Regions from separate parts of the Mus musculus genome. Here all the other regions are linked to region 4. Evidence: chromatin contacts called from public HiChIP or PLAC-seq and promoter capture Hi-C data. All regions are on one chromosome and are shown on one strand. Each heading gives the region's core, a stretch centred on a gene start, on an enhancer-like site or on the middle of the called end of the contact. The rest is flanking DNA. Distances are from core to core; before and after follow the strand shown.

Region 1 (2,700 bases), core at 100-2,599, 1.3 Mb after region 4:
TCCACCAGGAGCCCAACCTTGTTGGCTGAGAGCGAGTTGACAGATAAGAACTAGCAAACCAGAGGTCTGTAAGCAATACTGCCCTCCAGTTTCAGGACAGGGTCCAGCAAGACTCCAGGGTCGAAGCTCTCACCTCCAGGGAGTTTTGACAGGCTCCCACTCGAAGTAGAGAGACTTCACCTGGGAACAGGAGCTTTTGGAAGCCAATCCAACCTGGAGGGAACTCTGCCCTGAAAGCTTTCACCAGCCAGGCAAGTTCTGACCGGGGGTGTGGGAATCTCTCATCGGGAGGCACTTCTCTGGAGAGGCACTTCTCTCGGAAGTGGGAGACTTTACCAGAGAATAGGATCTGAGGGGGTCTCTCAGAAGAAACTCTGATCTGGGGGGGGGGTGCCTCCATATGGAATGCAGCTCTCTATAAATATATTTCAGGGGAAACAAATTTGGAGTGGGCAGGGGGGAGGGGCTAGCCTGTGGGAAAGATATCACCTGTGAGTTCTGATCTAGGAGAGGCTATAACCAGGGGAGAGAATCCCACCAGAGGGGTAGGAACTCACCTGGGAAGACTCTCTAACCTGGGTATCCAATGGAGGAGGGAGCAGTGCAGACGCAAGGAAGATCTTCAGAGATTCTCTGCACCGCGGGCTCCAGGAGATCTCAGCGGCCCCTCTCCCCTCCTTCAAGATCTCTCAAGTCTTCTTAAAGGGCTCCCTCCCCTTACCAGGCGGCACGCGCCTTGGAGGGCGGAGCCTTGATGCTTGGCACCTCCCTTTGGGAGGGCACAAGGGCCGGCAGCGACAAATGTGAACAGTACCCTGCCGACTCAGGCCGCGGCTGGTCCACCGCCTGGCTAGAGCCTGTCTTGCAGCGGTTTCTCTCCCAGTCCCAACGCGCCCAGCTGGCACACCTCCCGTGCCAGGACTCCTCGGTAAGCAGCAACTTCCCTGCAGCGCCCTTATTAGCACTCCAGGGACGTTCAGTACAACCCTCAAGAGCTGGGGTCGCGCCAGAGCCCGCCCCCATCCCTCGCTGTTGATGGATAACCTCCTTCGGAAAATCGGCAAGGCGGTAAACTAAGGCTCCGCAGACGGGAAATGCCTGTCGGGGACTTGGAGGTTCCCTTCCTGAATTGACCCAGGCCGGGAGTCACAGAACTACTAGCGCTTCGCGGGCACGCGGAATTTGGGCAGCGCCCTGCAACTCACCGGACCCATCGGGAAGTCCCATGGCCCTCAGAGGGTAACTCGTGTACCGCTTTTCAAACAGCTCCCCCAGGAGGCCACTACCGGCTAGAAGGTGGCGCCAGGCCCAGAACTTGGCCGGCCGCAAGCTCCACCGCTAGGATGTGCAAGATCAGACCAATCAGAATTCTGGGGGTGGAATCCAAGTCATACTCTCTGGGCGGGGCGAGCCCGGAGAATAAAATTTTAACCCTTTCCTTCCCGTCGGCCTAGCTTCTGTCCCTGCCTGCGATTCTTGTTAACCTGCTGGGAGCTGGAGCATTCTGCTGAGACTGGAGGACTGGAACGAAGGCCCAGCGCTACGCTTGGCCAATGTTATGCCTCTGTGCCCTTAAGTGGCTGGACCTAATTGTATGCTTTGTAGAAGGTCCCCACTTTATGCAGAGGAGACATTCTTGACCGATCTGGATGCCTAGGTGTGCAACCAGGGGCCCCAGCCTCAACTGTGGGAGATCTAGGCCTGTAGGGTCTCTCAGGGACCACCAAGCTGTGAGTATCACCCTCAGATTTTTCCTTCTGAGACCTGGCACAGTGGTCCTCAAGACCAGCCCCACCCCACCTCCATTTCTTTTTTTCCAGACAAGTTTTCTCTGTTTAGCCTTGGCTGTCCTGGAACTCTCTGTAGACCAGACTTGTCTACAGAGATCCACCTGCCTCTGCCTAGTGAGTGCTGGGATTAAAGAAGAGATCAAAGGTATTTGTCACCATGGGTGGCTTCTTAAGCCCCCCCCCCCCCTTTCACTTTCACACCTGGCTGCCTAGACTGGAAATGGAGCACTCAGGATCCTTTCCAGGTCTGGAAGCTCTGGCCTGATCCAAGTGAGAAAAGACCAGTAAGGGCCAGAGTGTGGGTGGGTAAGCAGGAACTGAAGTGGGAACGCCTAGGTTTGGGGTGACTAATGGGCAGGGCCACAAATGTCAGCCTCTGGATATTAAGGAAACCCTCATATGACTGCCTAGACCAGGAAAGTGGCTTCTCTTGGCGCAGCTCCTGCGCTCCAACTTCAGGCTCCAGTCACAAGGTGAGAGGCCATATTTCAGAAAGAAATGGGAACCTGGTCCAAATCTCCCATGAAATGGGCTAAAAATAACTGGCTATTTTGGAGGGAGGAGAGCTCAGAGTCCTACAAAGGTCATCCTGGGTGAGTATTCTCAACAGCTGAGACAGAAAGAGGAACAAGTGTTTTCTATAGAAGTTTATTCCCAAAACAGAGCGCGGCTTCACGGAACAATTTACACAGACAGGAAAGAGGGCCACTGTTGGAAGGGGACCCCAGAGACGGGCATCTACAGAACCTAGGACATAGCAAGGACACTCTCCCAACCGACAGGCCTCTCAGCCCTTCAAGGGCAGGGGTCAGTCTGGGTAAAGAGAGCTGGGGACCTGGCTGGTGGGATTTGGCACAGGCAGTGAAGTGGGATTTTTTTGAATCTCAGAAACTGCCTCCCAAGAGTAAAC
Region 2 (2,700 bases), core at 41-2,540, 1.3 Mb after region 4:
ATCCCAGGGAAAGTGCAAATACAGCAAACATTTTAAATACTGAAAATCAACAACAATGCTGTCAACAAGGAAGGTCCTTTAAATTTTTCAAAATGTTTGTCTGCATCATATTTGCTGTTTCAAAACTGCCAGGGCTTCTTTCTTTTGGATCTTTTTATTTTCATAAATATTTATTAGTTGACAATTCCAAACATGTATACAATGTATTTTGACCATATCCATCCCCCTGGTCCCTTCTTATCCCCCTCCCACTGCCTCTGGATCCCTTCAGTACTTTTTCTTACAAATATTCGAAATTATTTTGTTCTTGCTCTATGTACATTTCTGCTAACAAAATGTTTATTTACATGCGATGACTAGCTCTATTTCCTTTCGCGTGTAAGAAGAGCCCTAGATTTCACCAGTTCCTACATTTTTCCCCATTTTCCCGCTAGTACAGCTTTCTTGATATTTGATAGAAATTAAAATCCTAAAAACGAATCAAGTCATTAGGAAGGATGCAGAAGATAGATGCAGTCTTGTTATCAAATATGAATAAAATCCCACTCGTGGTAGGAGCATCAGCATAAGAAGAAGAAAAAAGAAGACACCTTCTGATCCATTTTAAGATCTTAAAGGAGAAGAAGGGGAAAAAAAAAAAACCAATAAGGTTGGATGCGCAGATCACCCTCTCCCCCGCCTTTCCGGGATCAAAGAGGAGCTGACTGGCACAACTGACGTTCAACACCCAAAATGGCTGCACATCTGCAGGCCCAGGTAACAACAGTACCTGAGGATCCGGGCTGACCCTTCCATCCAAAGATAAAGACCCCATCCTCAAAGACCAGGGAGATCGTGGCCGGGGGACCTCTGTGAGACCAGAGATCCTGTCCTCCACCGGAAGACCCAGGGAGACCGCTTCAAAACCGGAGAAAGACACTGTCGTCGTCCCCCGCCCCCTCCCCTCCCCCGGTTCCGGGAGACCCTCCAATGCCGGGGGGAAGATTCTGCCCCGTCTCGGTGGGCAACGCTACTCTCCCCAGTAACTGCAAGGTACAATGGCCCCCCGTAAATAGGGAAGGGATGACTACACAAAAAAAGGGGGAGACCGCTTCTCAATGACAGCCATAGGACCCCCTTCACAAACCCAAGCCTCCCAGGGATCCCGGAGCCCGGCCGCTACCAGCACCGAAAACCTCTTCCCCTGAGCCCCGGGGTGACAGGGCCACGGGCCGGGCGGGGCGGGCGTTACCTGCGGCCACAGCCCAGTCCCGCGACGCTTCCGTCCTATTGTTTCTCTTCCACCAAAATGGCTGCGGCCGCGCTCAGCCCCGCCCCCCAACCTCGCTCCCAGGGCCCCTCGCTATTGGCTCGCACCCGAAGCCGCGCAAGCGGACTGGGCGGCCTGGAAGACTGTTGCTAGGGCGCCGGGATTCGCTTGGGGCGGCTTCCTGAATGGGCAAGGGGCGGGAAGAGGCGGGGCGTTGTCCTGAGTGAGGAGGGTGGCCAGTCTGTTCTGGAGTTGAAGTAACTGATGGGCTGTGTGCCAAATGGATCGATTGCAGGATGCCTAGGGTAAGGGTGGATGGACAGACAGTCCTGGTTTGCCCCGCACTGGGGAGTTTCCTAGGATACAGGAATGTCAAGGCCAGTATTCATTCTGTGATAAACTGCAAAGCTGGTCAACCTAGCAGATGGATGGACAGAACTACATGTCGCTAAGATGGATAAAGGGATAGCAGCAGGGAACAGAGAGAATGACTACAGACGATAGACAAATACATGGCTCTATAGGAGGCCAGTAAGACGGCTCAACAGGTCAAGCCGTTGCTCTGTTTCTCTCTGGCTCTTTGTCTCTGTCTCTCTCTCACTCACAAACACACACTCACACCACACACACTATAATAATTTTTAAAAAATGTTTAGACAGGTGAACAGATGAGTGGACAGACAGACAAGATAAAAGCCAATAGAAGTCTGATCAGAGGGATGTATAGGGTCCTCGGTAAATTGATAGGTCTGGAGCATAGAGCTCATCCAAGACTCCTTTGTCTGGAGCCTGTGTCATTCAGAAGGTCTCCTGCATGAGTGAACGAGTGTCAGCGCAGCCAGGAAAGGCAAGGAGCACGATGGGAACCATGGGCATGGGATGACCTCCTTCTTGGCTATTGGCCTTTCTGTAAAGGATGCCAGAGTTGTAACCCTGCATCCTGGGCATTAGCAAAGATGTAGCTCATAGGTTTTTAAAACTGAAGTATTTATTAAGCACCTACACTCTGCAGTGAGTGCAGTAAACAGATTTTTTTAATCCCTGCTTTCTAAAGGTGGACAAGAGAAACTCCTATTACCAACAGGTTCCTCTTGGAATCGCCTTCCCTTGAGGCCTTCATGGCTCTGTGTTCAGTTCTGTCTAGTTTTTCTTTTTCACATTTTTTCCTCTCTGTCTATACCCACTTACCCCGGGTCGTGGTTTTGTTTTTAAAATATTAACTAATTGAGTCCAGATCCCTCTCTGTAGCCCAGGCTGGCCTCAAAATTAAGGCAATTCTTCAGCATCAACCTTCCTCTTACTGGGATTACAGGCATGAACCGAGAGGCCCAGGTTTCAGGTTTAAATGCCAACTTCATGTTAATCGACCCCAAAAGTGTTTGCCCAGTTCAGGCTCTTCCTGGTTCAGTGTTCAGCTGTTGATAGACAGCCTGCCCTCTGGCTGTGTGTGT
Region 3 (2,700 bases), core at 133-2,632, 1.5 Mb after region 4:
CCCCTGATTTTGATTCATGACCCAAATTTGTAGATATTTTAAGTAGATTGTGTGGCTGCACACATGTGAGTTTGTAAGTTTTAGGTCTGTACAGAGCTTCAGGTTATCCAGGGATATATAGTGAGAACTTTTCTCAAAAAAGAAAAAAAAATTTTTTTTTTAATTTTCTGTTTACAAGTATGTGTGTGCCGGAAGAGGTTCAAAGAGGGCTTCGGATCCCCTGGACATTATCAATAGTGGGCAAGGACCTCAGGTTTCTGGAGAGAACAGCAAGAGCTCTTAATGGCCCAGCCAACTCCCAAGTCTCTTCAGTTATATTTTTTCCAAGAATTACATAAAAGAGGCTATTACACGGTCTTTTTTCTTTCTGCCTCACTTTTCCGGGTGTCTTGAATACCAATACATACACTCCAGAAAAGGTAGAACTAGGTTATCTACAGATTTGCACGAACATTGATTTACCTCACAGTGCCTCTGGCTTCACTCCAGTAATTAACATCTCGATGGAGTTGCTACTTGAGCGAGCCTCCTATCAGTCCACAACAAGGCTTGGTGACCAGAACTTGGTGACTGGAGTCCTAATGCAGTCTATATCGTGGGTAGAAGTTGTGCAGCGAAACACTTACGATGTATGAATCTCTGGGTCTGGTAATCTAGCAAGGCAAACCAGCCTTGGCTATATAGTGAGTTGCTTCTAAATATAACCACACCAAACAAAAAATACCCGTCGTGAAGGTGAGTGGAAGTCGGAGAAGTGGGTGGCTAGGGGGATAGTGTCATGAGAAACTAAAGTCTGATTGCTCATGGGCCAGAACTTCCTCCTAACGTACGTAGAAATTCCGAGTATGGCTCATGTCAAACCATAGTTGCCCGGAAACTATGATCTTTTTAACCTACTCCAGTGTTGCCAGAATGTCTTCTCACGCTGTTCGTCAGAGTATAAACAGTGAAGTGGGTAGACGTCTGGTCAGGGGAAAAAAAAAAAAAAAAAGCTAAAAATACCTCATCTAAGGGTCTGATGGCTCAGTGGGTAAAAAGCGCTTACTGCCACGCCTGACAAGTGTTTGATCCTCGAAACCCACATGGTGGAAGGAGAAAAACTGCTCCCGGAAAATTGTCCTCTGACCTCTTCTGCACGCGAGCCGTGCGACACACACAAAATACACGCAAGAAAACCTAAAACTAACTATCGAATAAAGACACTGGTAGGCTATAACGCAGGAAACAAATTCCTACATCATTCCTTCAAAAGCGAACGCTCAGTAGTTCCTCCCAGGGGCTCTCGCTAGAGGATGGTGAGGAAGCGATTCCAACCGACTACGCAGTCGTCAGAAGCCTGGGAGCCTCCAGGGCGACCGCAGGTCGACCCCTACCGGAAGTGACGCGCGGCGCAGAACACTTCCGGAGCTGCGGGGGACGGCTCTGCCGGAGGAAGCTGCGCGGGCCTGAGCCGCGTCCGCCGGCTGCCTCCGCTGCCGCTACGCCTCCGTCAGCCTGGTTTGGTCTGGCTTGACCTGGTCCGGCCGGCCTGGGCTCTGCGGCCGCGAGGTCGCGGCTCCCGGTAAGTGCGCGGCGGGAGTCGAGGCCTTGTTTACTCTTGACTGGCCGCCGGGAGGGGGGGGATCCCCGCGCGTTTCGCCGGCGCGGTCCGGGCTCCGCCTTCGCCGCCGCTTGCGAGGCCGGGCCGTCCCAGGTCCCGACGTTCCCCGCCGACTGATAGGCACTCCCGGAGGCGACAGCCCGCGCCGGCGGGTGCCTGGCGTCTCTCCTGGGTTCCTCTTCCTCGTTGGCTCTTTAGCTCCCCGAGAGGTCGGAGGCCAGGGCCTCTGGCCCGCGAGGCTCGGGTGCGCTCGGGCCTGCCCTTCTGGGCGCTCCAGGCGAACGCACCGCCTCGGAGGCTCCCCGTTTCTCTGGTGGTTGGGAGCTTTGGCAGCGCCAGCCGCACTGTTTGTTAACGCCCGTCCTGGGAAAGGGCCTCCCCGCGCGTGGGTTCCGTGTCCGCGCGAAGACCGGGGCGCCTCGCAGAGACGTGCGACCGGTCACGCCCGACGCCACTGGTCTAGCCTCAAGAGAGGCGGTGGTGTTCTCGGACGAGCTCGCCTTAGTTCTTCTGTTTGTTACTCTGTCTCGTAGAACTTTCTGTCGGCGACGAACACGTTCTAGACCTTTGCTGTTCAGTATGGTAGCCATTAAGCCACACACGGCTTTCGTGTTGACATGTATGTAGTTAGTATATCTGAGAAACTACATTTGACTTTTTAAAAGTAAACTAACTTTCAATAACTCCATGTAATCGGCGGCTACCTGCCATTATTAGGACAGATGCGGTGTCGAGTTGGTTGTTTTTAGACAGTGTCTACATAGTCATGGCTGTCAAGGAACTCACTGTGTAGACTGGGCCGAACTCGAACTCACCTGCTTCTGCCTCTCAAGTGCTGGCATTGAAGGCTTGCACTACCACGCCCGGGATGCTGCTGAGTTTTTAAACAAGTTGCTGATTCATATTTTTCAGCCAAGAAGTTTTCTTCGAAATGTAGTTAATAAATGACTACTGAGGGCCAAGTGTTACAACTGGAGTTAAACATCTGTGCGACTAGCCAATTTTTTTGTGTTCCTGTCAACTTCAAACTAAAAGGTCTTTATCCTTTTGTATGTGGCCATGTCTTGGAAACCAGCTCAAAATGAGTGGCAGGTTTTTTT
Region 4 (2,700 bases), core at 164-2,663:
TCAAGATCTAAATTCAAGCCGGGTGGCCCATGCCTTTGATCCCAGCACTTGGGAGGCAGAGGCAGGCTGATTTCTGAGTTCGAGGCCAGCCTGGTCTACAAAGTGAGTTCCAGGACAGCCAGGGCTATACAGAGAAACCCTGTCTCTGAAAAAAAAAAAAGTATCTAAGTTCAATTCCTGGACCAGTATGGTGTTCGAGGAGAATTGATTTGCTTAAGTGGACATGAAAACAGGAGTTGTGTGTACCCCTCCAAAGTAAATAGTTGTAATTCTTTTTAAAGTGTCAACAAAGGGTTAATTCACGACTTTTGTAAAACAACTGACTCAGCAGAATTTGCATTCTAAAGTACGGGAAACACACTTTTCCCAAAAAAATTAACATTGCAAAAAATATATATATGATAAAAACTAAGCTCTCGCCAGGTGTGGTGGCGCATGCCTTTAATCCCAGCACTTGGGAGGCAGAGGCAGGAGGATTTCTGAGTTCGAGGCCAGCCTGGTCTACAAAGTGAGTTCCAGGACAGCCAGGGCTACGAAAAACAAAACAAACAAACAAAAAAACCTAACTCTCGCTTGTACTCACATCCTTACACACCACCTAAAGTACAATGAAGTGGAAAACCAACACTTTTAATAGTTCTATATCAATTGTACAATACAAGGTTTAAACCTACATGAATCCACAAGGCCAGTCATCCAAGGTCCCCTACTAATCCACATAGGGTAGCAAGCCCTTAGTTACCTAGACGCTCAACAACTGGTCTCTAAACAAAACTTCAAGATACTTTTATTAGGATGGGCTCTTTGTTCACACACCTAAGGCAGCTAACAAAAGAACAGAAACACACGCTCTGCGACTCTGTCCAGTTCCACCTCTCCTGCACATAAGAGAGAGTGAGATGGGGCTTCCCACGCGAGTACGTGGGCCCCAGAGAGCCAGCAGCTGGGGCCAGGTCGCCGCGTGCCTAGTCGCCCGCGGGGGCGTGGCAAGCGCCGAGCCGGCCTTTGTTGTCCCTCGTGGCGCGCGGAGGGGGGGGGGGAGGGGCGGCCCCAGACATGCGAAGCGGGCAGCCACCATCAGCCCCCGTCGCGTGGCTCCTCGGTCCCCACGGGCGCGCGCGAACCCACCTTCTTGTAGTGCTTGCCCAGCCAGACTCGCACCGAATCTAGCTGGGACACCGTGTCCGGGCTCTCCCAAAACTTGCTGGCCGGGCCCCCGTCCTTCCTCCGGTACACGGCCAGCCCGGAGGCCGCCGCCGCACCCCCTGCACCCACGGCGCCTGCTGCTGCTCCCGGACCGCCACCCGCTGTCGCGGCCATAGTCACCGTCCGTCGTGTCTACCGCCCGGCCTAGCCTGGCCCTCGCGGCGTTTCCCGTTCGCACCCGCGCGCGCGCGCGCAGATGCCACCTCCTCCTCCTCCTCCTAGCCCCGCCCAGCCAACCCTCTTCCGGCGCCGAGGCGCGGCCACGCCCCTTCTGGACCCTAAAGCTGCAACGAACAGGCACTGAGAGCGGGCGTACGCATGCGCAGCACGCCGGTAGTCCCCTACGGACTGAGGCTGCCCGCCTTTTCCTCTGGTCTCTCGGAACTGAGCCTCAGCCTCTGCTGTTGGTAGACACTACGAATGACTCTTCCGGGCCCCGTTTGTCTATTCGTTAGGCGGTCAACAATCTCAAGGAGGTTCTGTATCTCTACTAGAAAAAGCGGTCTAGGGTGTGCAGTGCGAGCCGAGCCCCACCCCACCCCACCCCCCCGCGTACCCGCCCCCGAGCGCTAGTAAGCAATTCCTGCTAGTCCCGGAGGCCGCGTCGGTTTGGGGACCTGCATTAAAGACCTAGTCTTTCTTGGGGCTTCATTAATGTTTCTCGAACCACATCAGATGGTTTCTGCTTAGTCGGCCTAGCTCCAGCTACTTCTGCGACCTGGACATTATCTTCCTTTGTGATTCGCACTCTCTCAAATTCATCACTTTAAAAGTATTCCAGAAAACCAGTCCCTGAGTGAACAAGTGATCACAATTACCCAACGGTTTTTTTTGTAGCTCTCTCTTCAACCTGGTGTTTTTATCATCCGCGTTGGGAACTGGACGCTTTATCTACATTTGAAGGCTATATGAAGGCTGAAAGTTTACATTGTAAACAATGTATTGGCTGTATTGGAAACGTGAACATGATATGTTCACGAAGCTCCAAGTGAGGAGGTGTGATGAGTTTATAGACCTTAAAAAAAAATGGAGATAGCCTAGAAGATGTAGTGTGCACGCCTTTAATCCCATAAGGTAGAAGCAGGAGGTTTTCTGAGTTCCAGGCCTGCCTGATGTACATAGAGCTTGAAAGCCAGGACAACCAGGGCTACAGGAAACCCTCCCTGCCTGAACAAACAAAAGAGACTAGTTGTCTCAGGTTATGTATTTGGCTCAGTTCTTAAAAAGCTTGGCAACCTGAGTTGGAACCCCAGAATTCTCATAAAAGTAGAAGGTGAAATTCTTCACGAAGTTACACCCTGACTGTGTACTGTGGCACACATACATCACCCATACCTAATTCTGGGTGGTAGTAATCCTAGCACTCAGGAGGTCGCTGACTTTTAGGCCAGCTTGTTACCATAGTGAGTTCCAAGACTACATACAGAGACCCTGTCTCAACAACAAAATGGAGCAGGGCAGTGAAATGGCTCAGCGGGTAATGCCAATAGTGAC
Region 5 (2,700 bases), core at 77-2,576, 1.1 Mb after region 4:
TGCTTCTGAACTACTGCCATTCTAGGAGGACCCAAGTCATGATCATATAACACACGCCTTCCCCACTCCCAACCCCTCTCATTATGGTAATGGTCAAAGTCGTGGCCTCAGGCTGGCCTTGGCCACAGAAGCGTAGAGGACCCTCCCCTCCCTTATCACACACAGCAGCCTTTAGGAATGCACGGAGACCCTGGCACATCACACAACAGCCTGATCTCCATTTCCATATCTGCGCCACCAGTTGTACGAGATGTTCTCTGAGGTCTTTGCCAAGCTGCAAATTCATTACAATATTTGAGTTACTTATAAAACAATTTTTTTCTTTTCCCTGTCAATAAAAAATTACAGACTCGTTCAAGAACAAACAGAAAAGCCAAGGAAGTAGATGAGAACACTCAGGATCCCAGAAGAGGTAAGTCACTTCGCAATTCACAAATTCCAGCATAGTTCTTTGATGTTTGACTCTCCTGTGCAGTTATTTAACAGTGAACTCAAGTGGGTGCTTCCACATCCAGGGGCACAGATATAGGTCCATATGGTGTGCCGTTCCCACTGTCCAAATCTTGACAACTGTACTCCCCCAAAGTTCCTCTAAAACTTTGGCATTAAAACCAAGGGGTACCTGAGGACTACTAACTAGCCCATGGCTAGGCTTTCAAAAGTTCTCAGCTCAAAGAAGCCAACTGCCTTGTCTGGAGCTACACAACTCAGTTTCCAGCCAGACTTCCCGCTAGCCCACTCTGTGGCCAGGAGAGAGTAAAGAGCCACGGCCACAAACGAAGTCCTCTTCTATACACAGGCACTGGAAACAGCTCGGGTCGGTGCCTATCCACTGGGTCAGACCCAGTCTCCAACAGACTGAGATGTCCCCTCACATCTGTCCCCACTCCTGCTTCACCACACTTCTGCGGGCCACTGTCACGGTACCACGGTCACTCCCGCTCACCTGTTCTCAGCCTCTCACCTGTCCCCGACTCCGCCCACCAGTTACAATAGCCTCACCGGTGCCTGCTTCTCTACCAGTCTCCTGCCTTTTCACTCGAGACCCTCGTCTAGGCCGTCTACCCACCCATCAGGGTTCACCTTCTCTCTCTCCTTTAGGACCCCGGTCTTACCACCACGCTGGCTGGCGTGCAGAGCGGGCCTGCCATTGCTGTACGGCATCCAGATCTTCTTCAGGGGATTCTGGGTCAGTTCCCGTGGAGACGCCATCCCTGGGCTGGGATGAATCGGACTGCGCTGCTACTCACCCAGCAACCGGGCCACCTCGGGCCACCCGAGGTCCCGCCCCTCCGGCCCCGCCCACCCTCTAGCGGCTCCAACTCTTGTCAATCTTCTCGCAGGCCCGCCCCAGAACTAATAGGCTCCACCCAAACTAAAGAGGCACTGGCCTACGACTACGCATGCCCAATTTTACTATAGCTTCTTTTGGACTAAGCACGCCCCATCCGTCAAACCAGAGTTGATAACGCGCATGCTCAATACTAGCTACCTTTGACACCCGGATTATGCAGACCCCGCCCCGGATGTGAAGTTTACTGTACTCAACCAGATTGTTCTTATATGCATAGGCCCCACTCATGGTCCCGCCCAGGGTGCTGCAGCCCTGCCCCAAAGCTTGTGTGGCCTCTTACTCCCTTGAGAAATGTGACCTCACAGTCGCCTACTGAGAAGGGTACGGAGAAGCTGAGCAGGCCTGCGTGATCCTCAGAGCCGGATAGTCTGGACCAGCGTGGCACTTGTCCCTGAATGGCTCTAATGACTGACTTGCTGCCCTGGAAGTCAACCACCGCTGCGCCCTCCTGGACCTTCTTCGTTCCTCCTCGGTTGCTTTTAGCCTTGAAACTTCCCGGGTCCACAAGAACAACTTGTTCAACCACACAGAAAAAGTTCCCTTCTCTTAGGGACATAAACACAGAATACATCTCAAAATCGACCATGTTTTGGCCTGGCTGCTGGGGAATTTAGGCTAAATCTCTGAAATATATGAACAAGCTGTTTGGGGTCTCACTAAGCAGTATTCTGATTTTCTTCCCAGGATTTATATTTTACCAATTATAATTTTATTGCTGTTTGGTTTTTCTTTCTTTTGGGGGGGAGAAGAAGGGCTGGTTTCATGTTGCCAGGCTGTCCTGGAACTTAATGTGTAGCTGAGGATAACCTTGAACTTCTGCTCATCTTGCTTTCACCTTCCAAGCTCCAGTGTTTCCACAGAGTTTATGCAGGGAATCGAACCTAGAGAACCTAAGGCTTTGTGTATGCTAAGTAAGCTAACCCCAGCCCCAATTAGTGTTTTAATAATGAATTTTTTTTTTAACGAGCTTCTGTCTCTTCATCAGGAAAATGAGATGCAGACGTCATCAATTTTACAAGACTGTGGTACAGATTAAATGTGTCAGCCTCAGAAATCTGTTTAAAAACATGTGGGCGTTCTCATTCATTATATTACCTCCCTCTCTGCCTTTGAAAATGTACTGGGACAAGGGCCCAGGGCCAGGGCTGGCAGCTCAGGCTTAAGGGCTAAAGTGGTACCATATGAACGAATTCTCCAGCTGGGCGACCCCCAGTGAACATGACCCCTTAGAGGCCAGTGAGGGGTGGTGTTCGGAAGTCACTCTTCTGCGTTTGACCCCCACCAGTCTCCAGAAAGCTCAGGCCTCTTCTTTCTGCTCAGCCCCGCCTCTCCAAACTGTATATTTT
Region 6 (2,700 bases), core at 153-2,652, 1.3 Mb after region 4:
AGTTTAGATTTTTCTCACCTGAACACCTCTAGAGGAGACTGAGAGTCTGTGAGGAGGACCCTAGAACCAAGGGTCCCTCGTCTTTAGCAAGACCAGATGACATTTCCAAATTTATCACAGTATTTCTGTCCTTAACTGGGCTGGGACAGGATGTTTCCATAGCTAGGGACTATGAGTCTGGAATAGCCCAGACTGCCCTGGGTCCCCTTCCTCCTGCAGTCAGAATAGGCTAGCTGGAGACACTGCAGCAGGACTACTCTTGAGCAAACAGGAACTGGAGCAGGCTCCACTGGAAGGGGACCAGGCCATCTTCAGAACGGGAAACCATGAAGGAGGCTCACTTCCTCACAGTGTGGACAGCTCCCATTCCAGGATGGAGCGCCCAGATTTCAGAGGAAGGAAACCAGAGAAGTCAGGAGTGGAGGCTTGGGAGAAGTGGGGGCTGTGCCAGGGAACCTTGTCTATCAGCAGGGGCCAGGGGCCTTGGTTCCTGAAGGGTTGGGGAATTGTCCTTGGGGAGAGCTTGATAGGTGGGCGGGTTCGGGATACAGAGATACTACAGGAATTGGGACTCGCATAAGGGACAGGAATGCCTGTGGCTCTGGGGTCCAAGTGTGTGGGTGGGGTGGGGACTAAGAACCTGGAGGGTGGTTGAGGAAACAGGTGGTGTATGAGGTGGCACAGTCAGTGGTGGGCACGGTGATCTTTACAGTTAAAGGTGGAGGCTACAGATTGATGGGAGATGGGCATCCTAGGGATTCAGGAAAGGGGAACGAATAGGGTTTGGAGGTCTAAGGGACTTGGATAATGAATGGACTGGAAGTCTCTGGATCCAGCTCGAGAATTCAATGCAGATGGAGGCTCTGATTATCGATGACAGAGAGTCCCTGTTCCAGAATTAAGCTTTTCACGGGCCTGCGGTTAAATGTCAAAGGCCTAGTCTCGGGTGGGTGTTGACGGCCCTTCCGGAGGGGTCTCAGTCCTTACGGCTCTTGGGACTTAAGGTCAGAGTCTCAACCTCCTTGTCTGGTAGAAGTCCCGAAGAATCTGACTGAGCTTCCTGGATCGGTTCTGCGTGCTGGTGAAGGGGTTCGGTCGAGAGGCCTGGGACGGAGGGACACACTCACCTGCAGGCGATGCAGGTAGGCAGGCGGCACGTACCCGGTCTCGCCACTGCGCGCCCGTGCTGCTAACCACCAGTGCGTGCTGCTGCGCTCCAGCACCAGGAAGGTCTCGCCTGCAGCGAACGCCATGGCGTTCGGCTCCGCGGAGCGGAACGCATACAGCGCGCGGTACATGAGGCCGGGCCGGGCCGGGCCGCGAAGCGCCGGGGCTGGGTACGCGACGAAGGTTGCGGTGCCGGGAAGCCAGGCCCTGAGTGCCGCGCCGCCCGGCGCTTGCCCCGCCCCGCCCCGTGACACGCCGCGCGTGCGCATGCGCGACCGCCGGAACCCCGCCCCAGGAGCGAGTCGGCTCCAGTATTGGAGCGCCGCGCCCCCTCGCGGCCGAGAGAGGTTTGGCGGGGCGGGGTGGGAGTCTCCAGTTCCTTCAGGCCTCAGACTCCAGTCAGCTGACTTAGGGTCCTAACTCCCTCTCCCTGGCTTTCCTCCTCCTTTCCCAGCTCAGGTGCAAGCGCTGCGTTCCTTCCCACCTCCTGATGAAGGATGCTTATAGCCAGTGCGTCCCTGGGGACGGGGATATGGTGTTTTGCTTTGAGGAATCCTGATCAGACATTTGGAAGTTCTTTCTGGGGAGGGGTCTCCCCAGCGCATCTAGGCCTCACAGTGCCTTAGTACAAAGTCCCTACTCTGTCGCTGAGGTGGTGGACAAGTGTGGAGGGCAAGGGACAAAACCAGGTTGTACTGTCCAGAATGCATCTTTGCTACCCACCACATATACACTCCCTTCATATATACTGGCTTCTTTCCTATCTTGAGTCTTGCATCTGTTCTATTTGAACACTCCCTTCTGGACCACGCCCCAACTTGTCAATGACTATCCTTTTGCCATTTTTGTTGTTACAAAAGGATTTAAGTCTATGACCTAAGGTCATATTTACTCATAACGAATCAAACTGCGTGTATACATGCATCTCCTGTTTTAAAAGGCTGTCTGTTACCAACCCTGTCCTGCCCCAACATCACAAATGGCACTGGGGAAAAAAAATGGTTAGGGCAGAAGGCTGATAGGGTAGGGACTGAACACATGAGGTTTAAAAAGCATGTTTTGAGTTCTGAATGGTGGCATGATCCCAGCATCCAGGAGGCAGAGCTGTAGAAAGCCAAGATCAAGACCAGCCTGGGCTTCATAGTAAGAATCCGTCTCAAAGAAAGAAAAAGCATCCCTGACCTTCAGTTTAATATTCAGCCTAGCCATCCACATCTTTGAAATCCTTGGCATCCCTCGGTCGTAGTGAAGAAGGCCTAAAGGATCCTTGCATACTCTCCACTAATCTAAGGAGCACAGGATATACACACCATCAGACAATGTTCCAAGGCAAGGTCTCACTGTGTAGTTTTGGCTGTTCTGGAACCATGTAGACCAGGCTGGCCTTAAATCCAATGATCCATCTGCCTTTGCCTCCCAAATGCTGGGACTTAGGGCAGGTGCCACCACACCTGGCTTTTTCCCCCTAAAGACAAGGTCACACTAGCAGCACCAACTGGCCTGAAACTAACAGCAATCCAACTCCCTCTGCCT
Region 7 (2,700 bases), core at 49-2,548, 1.4 Mb after region 4:
TACTTGAGCAAAGGGAGAGAGGAAATATATATATAGGTAAAACAATAGTGAAAATATTGATAACTGTTGAATGTGAGCGGCAGGCAGTATTGGGGGAGGAGGTTCAGCTACTGAATGTGAGTGACAGCATTTAGGGAGGGGCTCAGCTCATCGTTCCTCTTATGTGTATGCTTATAAGGTTTTCATTGAGGCAGAGGTAGATAGTTGACCCCAAGTTCGAGGTCAGCTTGAACTACCTACTGAGTTCCTGCTTAATCAAGGCGATCGGCCTCGTCTCCAACAGTTTTCAGCAATAACTCTTCCAAAACGGAATTCTTTGCAAATGAAATGATCATCCGGTTTATTCGGGGCGAGCTGCCGGGTGCTGGTGCTCTTGTCTTCGGAAAGCAAGCAGGCTATGGGGTCTAAGGCAAAGAGGCAGAGCAGCTTCTGGCGGGACCGACTCAAGCTCCGCGCCACCACGCGGACCAAAGAACGCGCACGCTTCATTCAAGGCAGAATCTGACAAATCACTCTCCGTGAACGCTCGGGCTCAGAGAACCGCGGAGCTCAATTTGGAATGCTCACACGCCGGGGAACCCAAGCAGCTGGGCTGGAGAGCTCTCGGGTCTCGGCCCAGGGTAAGGCCGGGAGCCGAGCCCAGGGCACCCCTGGTCGGCCCTCGGGTCCCTCCCTGAACCCTTCACTCGGTGCCCACATCGCACCTCGGCCTTGCCCCGCCCGCCTACCTTCCAGATCGGCATCTTCCGAGTCCGAGTCACTCTCCCCGTCCTCCTCGATGACGGGGACTGCGCTGGACTCCTGCGTGTGAAAGGTCGTCGGGGAGACGATGAACGTGTCTGATTCCTGGCGGCGGGCCTCGCGCAGGCGTGTGAAGTACTCCACCGCGAAGTCGACGAGGTCGGGCGGCTGCTGCCGAAGCACCTCCACGGTGTAGCCCTGCAGCAGCTCCGTGAGCCCCGCGGGGATCTGGATGTGGCTCATGCCTGCGACGTCCGAGGGGCCCGGCGGGTCCGGGCGGCCGGCGGCTGCAACCTGCGCGCTCCCTCACGCCGGCCTGTCACTCCGCGCCCGCGGTCTCCCGCGCGGCCCGTCTCGGCCTTCCTCGCGTCGCGCCTTATTCTGGCCGGGTCTGAGTTTGTTGTGCGGGCCGCGCGACCCTTCCGCTAGCAAGCCAGCCTGGCGCCGCTGCTGTTGTCACCCGGCCGCAGCCGCCGCCGCTGCCGCCGCCGCGCCGCCGCCGCCGCGGGGACCGCCGGGCAGGCAAGCTGGACGGGCGCGGCAGGCGCCCGGGTTGTGACGCACGCGGCCGCGGGCGTGCGCGTCCCCGGCCAGGAGCTGGCCCAGAGTGCGCGTGCGCCGCTGAGCCTCCCGCTCTCGGAGCAGCCCATGGTCAAGGTGCGGGAGGCCCCGGAGATGAGGAAAGAGTGGCCCGGCTGCGAGGCGGGCTGGTTAGTGCGTCTCGCCTGGTCACAAAAACCTTTCACTCATGCTTTCGGAGCATGCTGCGAGCCTCTTAAAGGAGTGCCAGGGTCACTGAAGTGACACAGGACCACCTCACCTTGACCCCTGCTCTAGTGGAGGGCCAGAGGGCTTACTCTAGGGAACGACATTAATGCTAAGCCTAAAGTACTGAGCAGGTTTGCCCAGAGAACGATCTGGAGGAAAGTCCTGTACAACAGGAACAAAGACCTAGTCAAGTCAGAAGAACCACCTTGACTGACAGGTAGAACGATGCGTGCCTGACTGCCTGAGGTCCTAAGGAGTCTAATATGACGTCGTGAGATGTCAAAGGGGGAAGGCTTTGTAGGAAGTAAAAGTTTCAGTGAGATAGTCACTTGTGAGCCTCAAGCAGAGAAATAACCCTGAAAGAGCTCGCTCAGCCGATTGTGGGCAGTAAGAAAGCAGAATAATGCCAGGAGCTGGACAGACCTCGGGGCTTGTTCCTCCTTTTGGACACTTCCATCTTGGTCTTCAGGCCTAGACTTAGAGTCCTCCTTCCTCCCCACTCAACCCTGGGCCACACTACTTGGTGAAGTTGAGCAGACCACAGACCGTGTTGTCTTTTGCCTTTGGGAAGAGGGCAGAGGTGAACTAGAGAGGCACCTGCTGTTCCTCAACTTGTTTCCTCCTGTCACCAAACTTGAACAAAAGAAGTTACAGACCTTTCTGGAATATCCAGCCTAGGTGCTGGCCAAAGAGCCAGCGAGAATACTGTTCTCCCTCTCCCTGCCGGAACCAGCCAGCAACTCGTGAGCTTGGGAACCTGAAGGGTATTGGGATTGTTAAGCACCACCTGGTAATTAACCAGTATTAATTAAGATCTCCACTAGCACCGCCCATAAAGGCCTGGCACAAACCCAAAACCTCAGGCTGCTGGGAACTGAGCTGTGTATGGTGACAGGGGAACACCTTACTGAGGTACTCAATGTAGGGGCCAGTCCAGGCTGTAAGCTAGGTAGACCTGAGACTACAAACAGCTATGTGTCCCTGAATGTATGTTGAGTGGCGGCGAAGCAGTATCCAGCATGCTGGCTGGAGGCACTGACAGCATACTTGTGAAGACTGAATGAATGAATGAATGAATGAAGAAGGAACAAATGATACATTTCAGCAACAAAAGAAGCAGAAACTGCTCTCCTGACTTCAGTCTCATAATATGTATCATTTCTTTCAAAGCTGCTACATAATTCAAGTCTA

What was found. Promoter capture Hi-C pulls out the DNA fragments that hold promoters and counts their contacts. HiChIP or PLAC-seq counts read pairs in DNA pulled down with a chosen protein or histone mark.
Region 1: a contact with region 4 is called in a promoter capture Hi-C map of pre-B cells. The contact joins the promoter of Slc26a6 here to the promoter of Smarcc1 in region 4. A contact is called at or near these places in 3 of 39 promoter capture datasets (3T3-L1-derived adipocytes, cranial neural crest and pre-B cells).
Region 2: a contact with region 4 is called in a promoter capture Hi-C map of pre-B cells, with 7 times the contacts expected there. The contact joins the promoter of Ip6k2 here to the promoter of Smarcc1 in region 4. A contact is called at or near these places in 3 of 39 promoter capture datasets (hippocampal neurons, liver and pre-B cells) and 1 of 115 datasets of contacts at active chromatin or transcription factors (astrocytes).
Region 3: a contact with region 4 is called in an H3K27ac HiChIP or PLAC-seq map of embryonic stem cells, with 5 times the contacts expected there. The contact joins the promoter of Arih2 here to the promoter of Smarcc1 in region 4. A contact is called at or near these places in 2 of 39 promoter capture datasets (the C10 cell line and pre-B cells), 2 of 484 Hi-C or Micro-C datasets (B cells and embryonic stem cells) and 4 of 115 datasets of contacts at active chromatin or transcription factors (astrocytes, embryonic stem cells, extraembryonic endoderm stem cells and 1 more).
Region 5: a promoter capture Hi-C map of pre-B cells shows a contact between it and region 4, with 4 times the contacts expected there. The contact joins the promoter of Pfkfb4 here to the promoter of Smarcc1 in region 4. A contact is called at or near these places in 6 of 39 promoter capture datasets (cranial neural crest, hippocampal neurons, liver and 3 more), 1 of 484 Hi-C or Micro-C datasets (B cells) and 1 of 115 datasets of contacts at active chromatin or transcription factors (microglia).
Region 6: a promoter capture Hi-C map of pre-B cells shows a contact between it and region 4, with 7 times the contacts expected there. The contact joins the promoter of Nckipsd here to the promoter of Smarcc1 in region 4. A contact is called at or near these places in 7 of 39 promoter capture datasets (the 3T3-L1 cell line, embryonic stem cells, erythroid cells and 3 more), 1 of 484 Hi-C or Micro-C datasets (embryonic stem cells) and 3 of 115 datasets of contacts at active chromatin or transcription factors (astrocytes and embryonic stem cells).
Region 7: a contact with region 4 is called in a promoter capture Hi-C map of liver, with 3 times the contacts expected there. The contact joins the promoter of Prkar2a here to the promoter of Smarcc1 in region 4. A contact is called at or near these places in 4 of 39 promoter capture datasets (cranial neural crest, frontonasal cranial neural crest, liver and 1 more), 1 of 484 Hi-C or Micro-C datasets (bone marrow-derived macrophages), 1 of 115 datasets of contacts at active chromatin or transcription factors (astrocytes) and 1 of 9 other capture datasets (macrophages).

The regions. Positions count from the first base shown.
Region 1 is chr9:108,852,692-108,855,391 of GRCm38.p6, reverse strand. It overlaps Slc26a6 (solute carrier family 26, member 6), which reads right to left and starts at 1,349. Exons shown (of 20, transcript NM_134420.4): 1 at 558-1,349. It overlaps Celsr3 (cadherin, EGF LAG seven-pass G-type receptor 3), which reads right to left. Exons shown (of 36, transcript NM_001359572.1): 36 at 2,423-2,700.
Region 2 is chr9:108,782,402-108,785,101 of GRCm38.p6, reverse strand. It overlaps Ip6k2 (inositol hexaphosphate kinase 2), which reads right to left and starts at 1,290. Exons shown (of 6, transcript NM_001379600.1): 1 at 1,232-1,290.
Region 3 is chr9:108,648,090-108,650,789 of GRCm38.p6, reverse strand. It overlaps Arih2 (ariadne RBR E3 ubiquitin protein ligase 2), which reads left to right and starts at 1,382. Exons shown (of 16, transcript NM_011790.5): 1 at 1,382-1,561.
Region 4 is chr9:110,130,737-110,133,436 of GRCm38.p6, reverse strand. It overlaps Smarcc1 (SWI/SNF related, matrix associated, actin dependent regulator of chromatin, subfamily c, member 1), which reads right to left and starts at 1,413. Exons shown (of 28, transcript NM_009211.2): 1 at 1,129-1,413. The coding sequence starts at 1,320.
Region 5 is chr9:108,990,528-108,993,227 of GRCm38.p6, reverse strand. Pfkfb4 (6-phosphofructo-2-kinase/fructose-2,6-biphosphatase 4) reads right to left here and starts at 1,326. Exons shown (of 14, transcript NM_173019.5): 1 at 1,116-1,326. The coding sequence starts at 1,212.
Region 6 is chr9:108,807,082-108,809,781 of GRCm38.p6, reverse strand. Nckipsd (NCK interacting protein with SH3 domain) reads right to left here and starts at 1,402. Exons shown (of 13, transcript NM_030729.4): 1 at 1,128-1,402. The coding sequence starts at 1,298.
Region 7 is chr9:108,690,741-108,693,440 of GRCm38.p6, reverse strand. It overlaps Prkar2a (protein kinase, cAMP dependent regulatory, type II alpha), which reads right to left and starts at 1,298. Exons shown (of 11, transcript NM_008924.3): 1 at 729-1,298. The coding sequence starts at 984.